Regions from separate parts of the Triticum aestivum genome. Here region 2 is linked to region 1. A link is a contact called in public Hi-C data. All regions are on one chromosome and are shown on one strand. The core of a region is the stretch at or near the end of the contact, and the rest is flanking DNA. Distances in the headings are between cores, read along the strand shown.

Evidence for each region. Hi-C and Micro-C count contacts between places; a contact is called where the count stands out from the background.
Region 2: a contact with region 1 is called in a Hi-C map of leaf, with 8 times the contacts expected there. The contact joins the promoter of LOC123050155 here to the promoter of LOC123050145 in region 1. A contact is called at or near these places in 2 of 5 Hi-C or Micro-C datasets (leaf and root).

The regions. Positions count from the first base shown.
Region 1 is chr1A:349,189,404-349,197,073 of IWGSC CS RefSeq v2.1, forward strand. It overlaps LOC123050145 (protein DGS1, mitochondrial), which reads right to left and starts at 2,349. Exons shown (of 14, transcript XM_044472985.1): 1 at 2,018-2,349; 2 at 1,581-1,695; 3 at 1,276-1,479; 4 at 884-1,012; 5 at 622-789. The coding sequence starts at 2,274.
Region 2 is chr1A:349,462,507-349,469,635 of IWGSC CS RefSeq v2.1, forward strand. LOC123050155 (armadillo repeat-containing protein 7) reads right to left here and starts at 3,078. Exons shown (of 6, transcript XM_044472993.1): 1 at 2,664-3,078; 2 at 2,521-2,557; 3 at 1,967-2,040; 4 at 1,763-1,856; 5 at 1,552-1,634; 6 at 778-1,223. The coding sequence starts at 2,735. The coding sequence ends at 1,053. It overlaps LOC123127401 (replication factor C subunit 5-like), which reads right to left. Exons shown (of 11, transcript XM_044547126.1): 7 at 7,090-7,129; 8 at 6,915-6,984; 9 at 6,716-6,796; 10 at 6,374-6,500; 11 at 5,935-6,295. The coding sequence ends at 6,219.

The DNA of each region.
Region 1 (7,670 bases), core at 1,099-3,598:
TAATTCAGATACCTCATGCTTGATATTTTCAATTCTGTCATTGGTACTATACTGGTATTGGTATAGCTGTAATCCTACCACCAATTTATAATAAGAAAGCATGTGTGACTGGCATATAGATATAGATAAGCACAAACGGGTAAATATAAAATACTGAAATTAAAACTTTAATACCCCTCCAACAACTCAGGTAACAGAAATCAAGAACCTGAGTTTTATGGCATAGAGGACGAAAGACATGCAGAAGGGTGGCAAACTGGCAACAATCCCCATGACTGGAGGGTAGCTTTTATATATATTTCAGCGAAATATTTCTAAAATCCACCTGCCTGTTTTATCTATTTCCTATTTATATATGTTAGTTATCTATTTCCTAATGATGGTTTCCATCTACTAGAGATGGCACCCCATGAAGAGAGGCACTTGTATCCTGATTTCTTTTAAGACGGACAGAAAAGGAAGGTTCATCCACATCTCTACTCTCACATCCCCCCTGAAGGAGCCGTCACTGCCAAGTTATCCCCTCAAATGTGTTAACCCTGTAATGGTCTAAGGTCATTGTGCTATGAGACTGGGAAGACGATGATCTCACATGTGTCATCGTTGAAATGAGTTACTTACCTGAGAGGAAACAAAACTATCTAGCTTCTGGAGGTTTTCATAGATCAGACTAATAGCATCTGTTGCTAAGGCCTCACTCCATTGTGGACTCTCAACATCAACCTCTGGCAATCTTTCGAAGATAAGTTGAGATGAGTTTTCGTCATGAGTGAATGGTAGAGTTTGCCCCTGAAAACATGTGTTTTAACTAATTAAACAACATAGCATCAAAGAGGCAAAACATGTTACAAATCCAAATATATGGACAACAGGCATTGCATACCTCACTAGCATTTGTAAGAGATACCTCCAATTTGGGGAAGACGGTGTTCAAAATAACAAATAGTGTATGTAGTGATTTATCTGAACTTTCAGTTAATCCTTCTCTGCATTTATCAACTTCAGAGTAAACCTATAGAAGAAGCAAGTCAGAGTTTAAGTTCATGTAAATGACAAGTCATGTAGCACAAAGCAACATTATTCAAATAAAGATAACTTTGAAATTTGACTACAGCGATACAACAGTTTCTTTTTGTTTCCTTTTTTTTGGAGAGCAGGAGCAAGGTTAATCACGAAAATGCTTTTTGACTGTTTTATTCTACTTCACATCAGCAGAAAGTTGAAACCATGGCGCTATTGCTACTTTTTCACGATAAACACGTTAGAGTAGCAAACCTCAGCCAGAAAAGCAGCCAATCGATGTTGCATATTCGTCAGGACAGCAAGTTTTACTGAGACTATATCAGATGCAGAGCCTAAAAGGTACTCGGATGGACTCCCATTGCTCCTGAGTCTAGTTAGTGTTTGACATGTTGCTTCAAGGAAGGCCCTTGGACCTCTTTCAAACATCATAAAGTACATTTTATGTGAGTTTGTTCCCTGAAAAATTACCACAGGCAAAAGTAGGTAAGTAGCAAAATAATATTAACTTCTCTGCATACTAAAAAGGCAAAAAAAAAAGTTATCAATTGACTTAATACCTCAGCTTTGGACTTCCAATAAAGTAAGCTCTTCTGAATGCTATGCAAATCAGATAAAGTATGCTGCACGATATCTTCTAAGATGGCAAAAGCTTTGGGCATCTCACCAGAAACCCTGTTAATAACATATAGTCAAAAGCATTCCAGGTAATTCTTCACAAACAAGGAACACCGGACAGATAGCTAGATGACCAGATCTATGATGCGTTAGCTCAAGAGTAGTGGTGGGTCCTATATTTTGGGTCGAGTGACCAATTCCTGAACACGTTTCTACAAGTTCATCACAGGTCATCTCGTAACCTGTAACACTAAATCCGCACAAATCTACTCCGTTCTGTCAGCAGTCAACGAGAGCACAAAGTACAGCACTACTCCAGCAAAAGCCTGCGCGGCATTGGAATCACAGGCGCCGCGCTGATTCGAGTAGAGGTTCTCACCGGGCGGAGCTTGCGGCGTCATCGTAGATGGGGAGTGGGAGAGAAGGGCGGCGGCGGCGGCGGCGGCGTCTGCGGACCGCCAAGAGGCGGCGGAGGAGATCGGAGGCGGCGACGAGGAGGAGGGAGTTCGGTAGCGTAGGGAGACGGGCGACGAGGGAGTTCCATATGCGAGTGGGCTGTGCCGGAGCTGCGAGAGCGAGGTCAGCGGTCTCGGGCCGATCGCCTGAGTTAGGGCTCCGCGGCGGCGAGGTCGCCATAAGGATCGGGAAGATGTCCGGTTTGAAACTTTAGTCGGGTTCTGGGATGGGTTTGGAGTTGGACATATGGAAGCGCTTCAGACGAAGCACAGGACCGATGGGTCCTGCACAATGTGGAGGAAATCACAATTTCTTTCTGGTTGAAAAATCACAATCTAGTTATCGCGGAAATTGCAAATAGCGCCCGAATTTTGAATTACTATTTTTTGAATCTTTTCAGTTTTAAAAATATGAAAAGATTACACAAGTACTCCCTCCGTTCTCAAATATAGGTTTTTTTAAAGATTTCAGCAAGTGGCTAAATACGAAGCAAAATGAATGAATCTATACTCTAAAATATGTCTAAAAAGACTCATATATCTAAAAAGACTCCATTTGAAATGTCTAAAAAGACATATATTTAGAAACGGAGGGAATATATTGAAACGTACTCCCTCCGGTCATTTTTACTCTGCATATTAGGTTTGACCGAAGTCGATCTCATTCAACTTTGACCAAGTTTATACAAAAAATTATAAACATTCACATAACAACACCAATATCATTAGATTCATCTTAGAATATATTTTCATATTATATTTATTACATATTATAGATGCTAATAATTTCTAATATAAATTTGGTCAAACTTAGCAAAGTTTGACTTTCGGCAAATCCAATGTGCAGAGTAAAAATGACCGGAGGGAGTATACTACAACTAAGAGCAACTCCAACGGGCCGATCCAAACAGACACCGATTTTGTTTTTTTTTGTCGGTTGTCCGCGCGTCCGTATCCGCTTTTTTGTATGGGGCGGTCGGTACGCCCAACGGGGCCAAGACGCATTTTGTGCATGTCCGCGTCGGCATTCGGTCGAACACCTGGTGGGCAAGCTCCCGCGCCGCCTCAACCCGCGTCCCGCGCCCGCGAGCTTGCCTCCACGCCGCAGCTCGGCCTCTTCCCGCCCCGCGGCCGCTGCGCCCGCACGCTGCGATGCATGATTGGCCAGACTTGCTAGCAGTTCATACTCTGCCAGACACGAGCTGTGGTGCGTCGTCGTGACGGATGGGGCGGGCGTGCATGGGCAGGGCCCGGTCGGAGGGTGGAGCGGCAGCGCCAACACGCACGCACGTATATTTGGCAATGGCGTCCGCTGTGCCAGCACTGTACGTGATCTCCATGTCGCTGCCATGCCATGCCATGCTCATGCATGCACGCACGCACGGTTGCTCGCCTGCGAGACTCCTTTGTTTTTGTCCCTGGCTCTGGCTCTGGATGTGGGTAGCTGCACAAGGAAGGGAAGTCGCCCCGCGGCCGCCTGCACGCGCCAGCTCGCGTGCGCGCTCGCGCTCGCCGCGGCCGTCGCGCCAGCTCCCGCGCGCCCTGCCTGCCTCGCTCGCCAGACGCAGCTCGTCCCGCTCCCCGCATCCCGTGACGCCCTCCACGCGCCCGCTCACCGCGAACGCTCCCCTCGCCCGCCTCGCTGCAGCTCACCTCATCGCGCCGCAGCTCGCCCCTGCCCTCCGCGGCCGCCGCGCCCGGCTCGGCCGCATCCCCGCTCGCACGCGCGCGCACTCCGCAGCTCGCCCTGCCCTCCGCAGCAGCCGCGCCCCGCTCGGCCACGCCCCCGCTCGACGAGGTCGCACAGGCGCGCCTGGAGCTCGGGCGACGACGTGGCCGGGCCGTCCATGTGCGGCGGCATGCACCAAGACGGGGAGGCCGGGCACGGCCAAGCGCGGAGCTAGGGAGGCGAGGCGCGGGGGCGGAGGCGCGGAGGGCAGGCCGGCGTTGCTCCAGTGGGGTGGGTGGGTGGGTGGGGGAGAAGAGAGAGGAAAAGGAGGAGAGAGACGGGATAGGACAGATGGGTGGATGGCAAGTGGGCCAGCCGGTACATGCAGACGGACAGAGGGGGCGAAGAGGGCACAAACAACGTTCGCTTTGTGTCCGCTTTTGACCTAAATTTTCTCAGATTTGAGACCAAAATGGGTCCGAGCGGACACCAGACGGACAGTAGGCGAACGCCATGTCTGTTTGGGTCGCCCTGTTGGACTGAGTTTTGTGTCCGGATAACCCAAACAGACAAAATGGATCGCCCCATTGGAATTGCTCTAATTAAACAACAAAAGCGCCTTACATTAGTTACATAGGGAGTACATGTTTTGTAAAATTTTATGATGAAATATGTTTGATATGACCAAGAAAGAAAAGGCATCTAGCCAGCCCGCCATGAGCGTTTCCTTCTGTCCCCGTCCTCTAGCAGCTCCCCTTCGCTGACGACGTCGATCGTCGGCGGTGAGGGCATCGCTCGATCCACGTGTGCGATCATGTAGCTTTTAAGTTTTCGGCCCTGGTTGCTTAGGTTTTTGGGTCGTTCATCGTCTTGATCTCGGTGCTGGTGACGGCGGCACTGATTAAAAAAGCTTCAAATCCTTTCCCGACAAGGTAATCGGACTATGGTTAGGGATGGATTTAGAAACTTGCATGTTCAAGCATGTGGCAACGACATCTTCATGGTGGACTTGTGCCTAGGGCTCCGTCGTTATGATGATGTTTGCTCGAGCGCCTGCATGGAGCTTGAGAGGTAGTCTAGGATGGCAAACTATGGTCTACATCAGCGTCATCTGGAAGATTGTGGATCATGTCTGGTTGGGTGGTTCGTTGCTGGCAGGTATGGTTTCCTCCTCCGACATCTTAGTTGTGCAGGGGTGCCCGATCTGGAGTTTGACAACGTGTCCAGGATGTTGCCCCAGTTTGATTTGAACGACAATAGTTTCGCCTTTGTTTGGCCACTTTGGAGGTCCATAAAGTTGCATATCAATGTTGGAGCCGCGTGAAGCTCGGCTGAGGAGATGATCTGTTATTTTTTCCTTTGGTGGATGTCGTGGTGGTGCCGAAGGCAAATGACGGACATTGGTATCAAGTTCAGAGGATTCTTCAATTTTTATTGTAATTTTCCTTCTTAGATGTGTTTCCTTTATGCAAAGCCTAGCGGGTCTATGTGGCTTATATTATAATCTTTATGATATAAATAAGATAAGACACGTATTATCATGAAAAAATATTTTGGTTTACTAAAGAAACATGAATTCCTAGCACATGTACTATTCACTATAAGAGCATGTTTGGCACTGATCTGCTCTCTAAAATTCAGCTCCCCTCTAAAAAAATGCAAGCTAAATGAATAGCTTCACGATATGCAACTTCGCAAAAAACTAGAATTTGGGATATAACTCCTTGTTTCTTTGAAGCTCTTCAGGGATGCTCTCAAAACTCTAGAAGGCGGAATTGGGGAAAATTACCCACCACTGTCACCAGTAAATGGATAGGCGTTTATTTTCCCCACGTCATTTAATTAAATAGATCCTTTCCATCAAATTTCTCATTCTTAAAGTTGGAGTTAGTTGAAAGCCAGATATGATTAGCTACAACTCCTATGTGAAACTATTTCAAAATGGATTTCAGGAGCGAAGCTGATATTTATGGAGCAAGAGCAGTCTAAACAAGCCTTTAAAGCCCATGCTTTTGTTTCTATGTAGCTCACATAAAAAAAATTATTTTATGGTGGAAATCTGCGTACATGAATTATACATCCATATGTATATGCGTATTATTTTTAGGCCTTTTTGAATCATAAAATGTTAGTTTTTGATTTTTGTGAATTTTAGGGCTTCGTGGAGTTTGTGAGCCAATAAACTAATTGGTCTATGCGTCGTTAATCTATACCTACTAATAAATAAAAAAATTCTGCTCTTTTTAGAACGCCTATCTTTTCCTGAAATCAACCCGCTGTGCAGGCTTAAGTAGCAGAGATAAATTGTTTTTTTTTCATTTTTTATAAAACACTCTGTTTTTCTATTAGTTAACCCGCAGTCCATCTTTAAGTAATGGATGTTTTTTTATTCAATCCATATCTTTTAAACTGTAACTCCAATTTTAACATGTTATATATAAATTTTGATTAAAAATGTGTAAAATCTAAATATGATACGGTATTATTTTACCTAATAACCGTTTTAAAATTCTATTTAAAGTGTAACCTTAATCAATAGCGCATGATTTATCTTTTTTGGTACCAGCGTCGATCTGTGTTGCAAATGAATGTCTCAGCAAAATCAATCTGAAGATGAAAGAAACCATAAATAGTCACGCATGCATGCCTCGACAAAACCTTGCAGAAGAAAAAGGAAGCAGATTGTTCATGATATGCAGAGAGAGACGCCTTAGGATTGATCACATTCAAATATGTTGTGGTTTTCTGAGCACTGAGTGTTGGGGAACGTAATATTTTAAAAAAAAATTGCCTACGATCATGCAAGATCTATCTAGGAGAAGCATAACAACGAGCGGGGAGAGTGTGTTCACGTACCCTCGTAGACCGAAAGCAGAAGCATTTAGTAACGCGGTTGATGTAGTCGAACATCTTCGCGATCCAACCGATCCAAGAATGCACGACACCTCCGCGATCTGCACACGTTCAGCTCGGTGACGCCCTCAAACTCTTAATCCAATTGAGGCCGAAGGAGAGTTTCGTCAACACACGGCGTGGTGACCGTGATGATGAAGTTACCGGCGCAGGGCTTCGCCTAAGCACTACGACAATATCACCGAGGTGGAAAACTGTGGAGGGGGACACCGCACACGGCTAAAGATCAACTTGTGTATATATGGGATGCCCCCTCCCCCGTATATAAAGGAGGGGAGGAGGAGGCCGGCTGGCCCTAAGGGGCGCGCCCAAGGGGGAATCCTACTCCATGTAGGAATCGCCCCCCCCCTTTCCTAGTCCAAGTAGGAGAAGAAGGAAGGAGAGGGAGAGGGAGAGGGAAAGAGGGGCCGCGCCCCCCTCCCCCATTCCTATTCGGACTCCCCTTAGGTGGGCGCCACCTCCTGGCTGCTGCCCTCTCTCTCCCCTAATGCCCACTAAGGCCCATTACTTCCCCAGGGGGTTCCGGTAACCCCTCCGGCACTCCGATTTTATCCGAAACTACCCGAAACACTTTCGGTGTCCGAATGTAACCTTCCAATACATGAATCTTTATGTCTTGACCATCTCGAGACTCCTTGTCATGTCCGTGATCTCATCCGGGACTCCGAACAACCTTCAGTCATCAAATCACATAAACTCATAATATAAATCGTCATCGAACATTAAGCATGCGGACCCTACGGGTTCGAGAACTATGTAGACATGACCGAGACATATCTCCGGTCAATAACCAATAGCGGAACCTGGATGCTCATATTGGCTCCTACATATTCTACGAAGATCTTTATCGGTCAAACCGCATAACAACATACGTTGTTCCCTTTGTCATCGGTATGTTACTTGCCCGAGATTCGATCGTCGGTATCATCATACCTAGTTCAATCTCGTTACTAGTAAGTCTCTTTACTCGTTCCGTAATGCATCATCCCGCAACT
Region 2 (7,129 bases), core at 1,828-4,327, 270 kb after region 1:
TGCATAAAACGTAAGCCAATGGGTCCTAGATTCAAGTCTCGACTTAAATTATTTAAACAAAAAATTGCTTTGCCTTCTTCTGAATCCGACAAATTTAAGAACAAGGCATGACCTTGACATCACCATCTTGAAATGTAGAGACACATGCTTAAAATGCTCATCTGTGAACCGCGTCAGGTTTCAGTCTGTTTGGAATATATATAAGGTGGAGCACCATATTATCAAAAAAAAAATCATTTGTGCTGGTCAATTTATCGAAGCACTTGAGTTCTTGTGCTCTAATACTTGTATAAGGTGGAGCACCTTCTTATCGAAGTAATTAATCATTTGTGCTGGTCAATTTATTGAAGCACTTGAGTTCTTGTGCTCTAATACTTATATTCCTTAATCCATCTTTTGTGCACGGCTTCTTTCCTCTTCCGTAATCTAATTGTTGTGTATATAGATCAAGGTATCACAACTTCACAGAGAGTGGGGAAGAATGATAGTTTTCTGCTACTACTTTATAATGAAGCATGGAGAGACTGATTACATGTTTAACCAGCAGTTTGGCAAACTTGGAAGGATGTGAAAATTAACAGAAATATGACAGAGATGGGTCATGAATGAAATCCTCATTTAGCACTTCAGCTCTTGTTCACGTTCATGTGGATATCTACTTGAAGCGGAGAAACTGTACTCCCTCCGTCCCAAAATAAGTGTCACAGATTAAGTACAAAGTTGTACTAAATTAACGACACTTATTTTAGAGCGGAGGGAGTATTCAAGAACATGGAATTAACAAAGGAGCACTTTATCCTCCTTTCTTTTACTGCCAACTCCACCAATTAGAGTCGATAATTTTACAGTTGTCTGGAATAAATACCAAGACCTCAACGCTGATGAACTTACTGATTTCTCACAGAGGTCGTAAAAATTCCAGATTTATGTCACAACTAATTATTGTGCTTGGATAAATGGACACAGAATTGTAACTCCTGCGTAGCCTCTCCTGTCTGTCCTCTATCAGATGAAATGCTACATGCCTTACCATCTGCAGTTCTGAACTGCCGTCACGAGTTGACGTGCTTGTCCAGAAATGCATTTGCCAGATTGCTGAAGCTGCTGTTGACGGCTCCAGCTGCAGAATAGTCTCTTATGATCCTAAGTACATCCGGTTTCAATATCTCATTCTTTGTCGACGGGTTGCATAAGTAGTACAAGGCTCCAAGTGCGTAATTCACCTGCAGGCAACCAATCAAATGGAAATGTTGGATATGTTGAAGTGAGAACATATAGTGACATAAAGACTGATATGTATGCAATGAAGATAATGGATGAAACAGAGAGACAGGCGACTGAGGGTGTCCTGGCTAAATATCCTCAATTCACATGTCTCCTCTCCTTTAGCCCTACTTCCCGAAGTAACCTTTATTTTAGACATCACCCAAAGTAGCCTAATCGATCAAGAGGAAATTTACATGCAAGGAAACAATCAGAAAAAAAATACTCTTCAAAACAAAGAAGACCTATACTGTTATGATTGCAGTTCATAGGTTCAGAAACACTCACTGTATTCTTAACTGGGCTAGATAAGCATTGTACAACCAACGGGATTCCACCACATTGAGTAATAACAGAAGCATTTGCTGGATCTGCATGATAAATTCAAAATAAGATGACCGCGTCGAAAAAATATGTTTGATAGACACATTGAATAAGTACCTTGCATGCTTCACAATAATAAAAAATTCCGTAGAATTCAAGACATTAGATTGCTCACCAACACATGAATTACATATTCCACCAACGCCGAACTCAACAAGCCTTTCATTTGGTTCCGTAATGCAGTCCAAGAACAACTCGAGAATATTCAGCTGAGAGAACAGAACATATATACCGTCTCATTGAATAGGAAAGTACCAGAACAGTGCTACCAAAAAAATGCAGCAATTGACCGAAACAAAAGGCATGTGGAATCATCAACCTGGCGCATAAAGGCATAGTTATAAGGGTCATATGCAAAATTTGACAGGTTTGCAACAATTCTCTCCTTGTACCCTGAAACAAAAATAAATAAATTGATGAATTTGGTGAGCACATAATATGATAAATAACACTGAAGCTGTGGCGTTTCACCGACAAAGTAGAGCTATCTTCATACCATATGATAATTCCCAAACCTTTGCTGTGCTATCTAGTCGACGACATCACTAGAGAGCCCATGCGTCAACCTTACAACCCCTTTTGTCTAGCTTAGAATCTATTGTGCATCTTTTCCTTGGTGCCGTTTGGAACTTCACTAGTACTTCACTAAGTTGTTTGTTTTGGCCCCTATACAATTGTCTTTACTGAGCGGCGACGAAATTCAGTTTCGCAGCACAATCTGCTGACAACGATTTCTACCATAATTCTAACTGAACTCAGCTTCTGTTTTCAGCTCCACCAAAACCAATACACCGAATTCTAGTACAAAAACACAGAAATTTGACTCCGGTGCAAGCCTAAGAAAGAAGAACGAATCAGCCAACAGATTTTTACCTTCATCCGTGGAGTCCTGGAACTGGGTCACAAGATCCTGAGGAAATTCGTGATTACGGGTACGTTAACAAGTTAGAACAATCGCGGGAGGAATTGGGAGACCCCGGGCAATCCCCGACCGAGAAGGCGGGAAGGGGGCAAACCTGAAGGTACTGGTCTCTCGGGGTACCGCCGCGGCCAGTGCGCTCGACCTGGCGCTGCGCGTTCGTGAACATCTCCTCTCCGCGGTCCCTTTCCTCCTGCCAGCTGCCTCCGGCGTGCGCGGTCGCTCGCCGTCGCCGGCGACGCACTTTTATTTTAGCGTAGACGATTCCTCACGGCAGTCAACGCTGCGCAATGTGCTGCTGCTTGCAGATGCAGCGGCGGCCGAGGCAGAGGAGGGGCGGGAGGGACAGAGGAGGCGCGGGGGAGGAGGTGGACCGGGAGGAGGCCGCGGAGCGAGGCGCGGCGGCGAGCTGGGGGGCGGGGTGAGGGGAGGCGCGGCAGCGACTGGAGGGCCGGTGAGGCGTGGCGCGGCACGCCGCGGGGAGGGACGGGAAAGGGCGGCGCCTCTCAAACGAGATCGTCTCGCGTAGCTATTTCTCCGTCAGAGGGACGTCGGACGCCGCTGGCCGTGCATCACGTATCCGACGGCAACCATTATTTTTTTCGAGCACAAGGCGACCAAAGACGGTGACCTCGTTCACTCCAGAGGCCACGAAGACCAGCAGCCCATACGGCCCATCATCTATCGCTCTCGCTGGGTGCCCGGCCTCATGTGCATTCGATGAACAGTAAAACCTAAAAAACATAGCAGAAAACATAAAAAATCTGATTTATATTTTGTCTTTTTTGCCATGAGCTTCTCAGATGTTCAAGTTTCATCAAATTTTGCACGGACATCACGCACAACAGCATCTTGCACATTTTTTTTCTTTTTTTCATGATTTTACTATCCATCCCCTAAGCCCGGATGTAAATTAGCAACGTCCAATAGCGTGGCTCCTATTTGGCGTGTAGGCCGATGTATAGCGACCTAGCGCATACACCCTCTGTATGTCTTGCGGTAATGATTCTTCTGAAATTACGAACCCCTCACCACCCCTCCTCGCGCGTATGAGTCGCCCCATTTTGTTTTTTGTTCCCACCGTTTATGAGAGGGTTCTAGAACCTTCTATGAATCGGTTTTTTCTTTTTCTTTTGTTTCTTTTTTCTGGGTTTTCACTCATTTTTTCTTTTTTATATATTTTTTCTTTTTTTTCATGTTTGTTTTTTTCTTTTCTAGACTGGGCGCTAGGTCGCCGATCCAGTTTTACTAGGACTGCCAAGATATAGGTGGACAATGCAAGGAAGGAGCATAGCTTGCCTGCACCGATTTTATAGGGCACCGGCAACAATGTCTCGATGCATCTGGTCTCATCCCTAAAAATAACACAAAGTTCTTCTTGTGCAATATATTTACCTATCGTGTATAAATTCATTGCTGTGATTTAGTAGTACAAGATAATTTTATAAGATGTGACACTAATTTTCATATTTAAGTCTGAGATAGCTCACTACGTGTGCCAGGTGGTGATAAAAATGTGACATTTTCTGTCAGTGATAGATCAAGATTTACTTCCTTCGTTTCAAATTATTCATCGTAAAAATGGATGTATCTAAAACTAAAATACATCTAGATACATCCATATCCGCGACAAGTAATTCGGAACTTCTACCGTTCCGAATTATTTGTCGCAAAAATGAATGTTTAGATGTTTAGATCCATTTTCGCGACTTTCTGCGACAAATAATTTAGGGCAGAGGGAGTATTTAGCTAGTTTTTTTGTCAGAACTATCACTATTTAGCTAGTTGTTAGTAAAAAAAAATATCTCCCTAAACTGAGCACCCACCACCCAGTGTAATAAATTCCCTAAAAGAAACTTCGAAAATATCATGAGGGTATGACCCGCCAAGACCAGCACGCGGGCGCGCAGCGCCATGGGATTGGGTGTCGGGTCGGTTGGCCAATGTTCATGCATGATGAGCGTCCATGTCGTTCCGTCCCGGCGTCGCATTCGCCTCGCCGTAAAGCTCACGGCTCCGTCCCTACCAACAGCGACACCGACGCCCGACGCCGACGACCCACCACCCTCCGCCTCGCCTCGCCCCACTCCGCCCCGTGCCCGTACCCATGCGCGCGCGCGTGAGCCACACCTAAAAGCCCATCGATCCCATCCACCCCATGGTCGCCGCGGCGGATGCATACGCTGGCCATGGCCGCGCGCCGCCTCCTCAGCGCCCTCGACGTCCGCGCCTCGCACCTGCCGAGGCCTCCTCCGCCGCCGCCTTCACCGGCCCAGCAGGGGGCGTCCTTCCCCATGCTGCTCCCGGTCTTCCTCCTCTTCGTCCTCCTGCTCTGCTTCCTCTCCATCTTCCTCCTCCGCGACCTCCTCCGCTTCTTCTCCCTCTGGCTCCGCCGCCGCCGCCGCCTCCAGTCCAGCGACGCGGACGCCGCCACGGGCGAAGAAGGCGAGCCCGCGCCCGCGCCGCGCAAGCCGGCGGGCCTGGACCCCGCCGTCATCGCCTCGTTCCCCACGGTGCGGTTCGAGGCCGACGCCGCCGGCTCCGCGGCGCCGGCGGAGTGCGCGGTCTGCCTGTCCGAGTTCGCGCCCGGCGACGCCGTCCGGCCGCTCACCGTCTGCCGCCACGCCTTCCACGCCGCGTGCATCGACTCGTGGCTCGGCGCGCACACCACGTGTCCGGTCTGCCGCACCGACCTCGACGCGCCGCCCAACGAGGAGATCGCCTTCGCCGAAGAACACGGACACAGTGGCCTCACTGCAGCGGCGGTCCACGAGGCCACTGGACACCGGACAACGTCATCACCTCCGGCAACTGACCACCGGTAACCAACGGTCACCGGCCACGCAACACTGAGTGGCGATCCGGTGTGTCGCGTTCTCCAAATTTTGTTGAATCCTTTTTAGTACTATAGTAGTTGGTAGGAATTGGTAGCTTAGGTACGTTCATGCATGGGACGTGTGTATATACCGAAATATTTCCAAATAAATGTAAGCGTGGATATTTTTCACTTACCACTGTGATTACATTGTTCATTGCAACTATTTAGAAGATGAACAGGGGACTGAACGTCTGCTGGACCTGAGTAAACACTAAGCAAGTCTGTTCTAAACCTAGCACATGGGCAATTTTACACTATCAAAGATGCTAATGAGATTCCTTCAGAATTATGCATAACAGCACAAGTAATATGGCACTTTTGCACATGGAGAAACTTGGGTTCCTGATATTATCAACGATTTTGCTAAAGCACATCTAGATGTGCCCTAAGTATTGCACATCTAAGTCTAGTATCAATGCATTACACCAGTACCAGGCAAGGAATACCTTTCGAGAAAGGGGAAAACATTGTTAATATACAGTCGTACGACATTATTCTCAGATCACACAAATTATCATATATGAAGTTGATTTTTGTACAAACCACAATATCACAATTCACACGTATACAGAGTTGTGTGCATAATCACAATTCACACGTATACACGCAAACGGGGCGGATAAAAAAAGGTATGTTTTCCTTCTTAACATGCAAAGCAACGCCGAGGTGCTTTGATTCAGACTTCAGAGGCACACCACTGCTTATTTATCAACACTGCTACAACACTCGCTCGCGCTAGAGGATTTGTTGATCGAGAGAGTGATTCCACCCTCTTCATGAAGGAACACCGCCTCTGCTTGAGTTCTTCGTTATTAAAGATCTGTAGAAGCTCATGAACCTCACAGTGAATTCTGCAATTGCAAAGTATAGTCATTTTACACCACAGTTCATGATTGATTGAATGAACCAGTTTTTTTTTTGGCTTGTACCTTCAATCTTTATGAAGCATTGGATGGCTTCCCCTTGGTCCGGGCCTTCAACAGCGAAACCTTCTATATTGATAGCTCTTTTGTCAGAAATTGTGTCCTGAGATTTGTATTCTTTGCACTGCTCGTTCTGAAACAAGCAAGCAATATATATTAGCGCACACTTACACAGTAGACTAGTTCACAAATAGAAAATAACCTACTCCCTCCGATCCAAAATAAGTGTCACAGTTTTGAACTGAGGTTAGTTCAAAACCGCGTCACTTTATTACGGATGGGAAGTAGTATCACTTAATATGCGCGCAGTCCAGCTTAAGAAAAAGGAATGCTTGTAGACGGGCTCACTTGGTTCAACTCCAGTGCCAGTTCATCGATGCTATTCTGAAAATCTTCATCCCTGTCCCTTTTCAGTTCATTAACCAAGTGCTGCATCACAAAGCAAAAGGGAAAATCACAAACAGTAATGAGCTCTGACAAAAATGAACCTCGGCCAGACTCTTGGAATCACAAAGAACACATAAACACAAGGTAAAGTAGAGCTCACACAGAAAATGAAATAAGGTGACACATTATGTTCAATCATTTTTCTGATCTTCCGCCGAATGAGATACAGCCTGTGTAAAGGTCATTCAGCAAAATTTATGTTTTCATTCTGAAGTTCAAAAAAGAAGCTCGCGCGTACTGAATTGCAAACCATCATAGTGAAAGGGATAGCTTACTGCTTTGGACTTGGCTCCTCCATGATTTTTTTGGCAACAT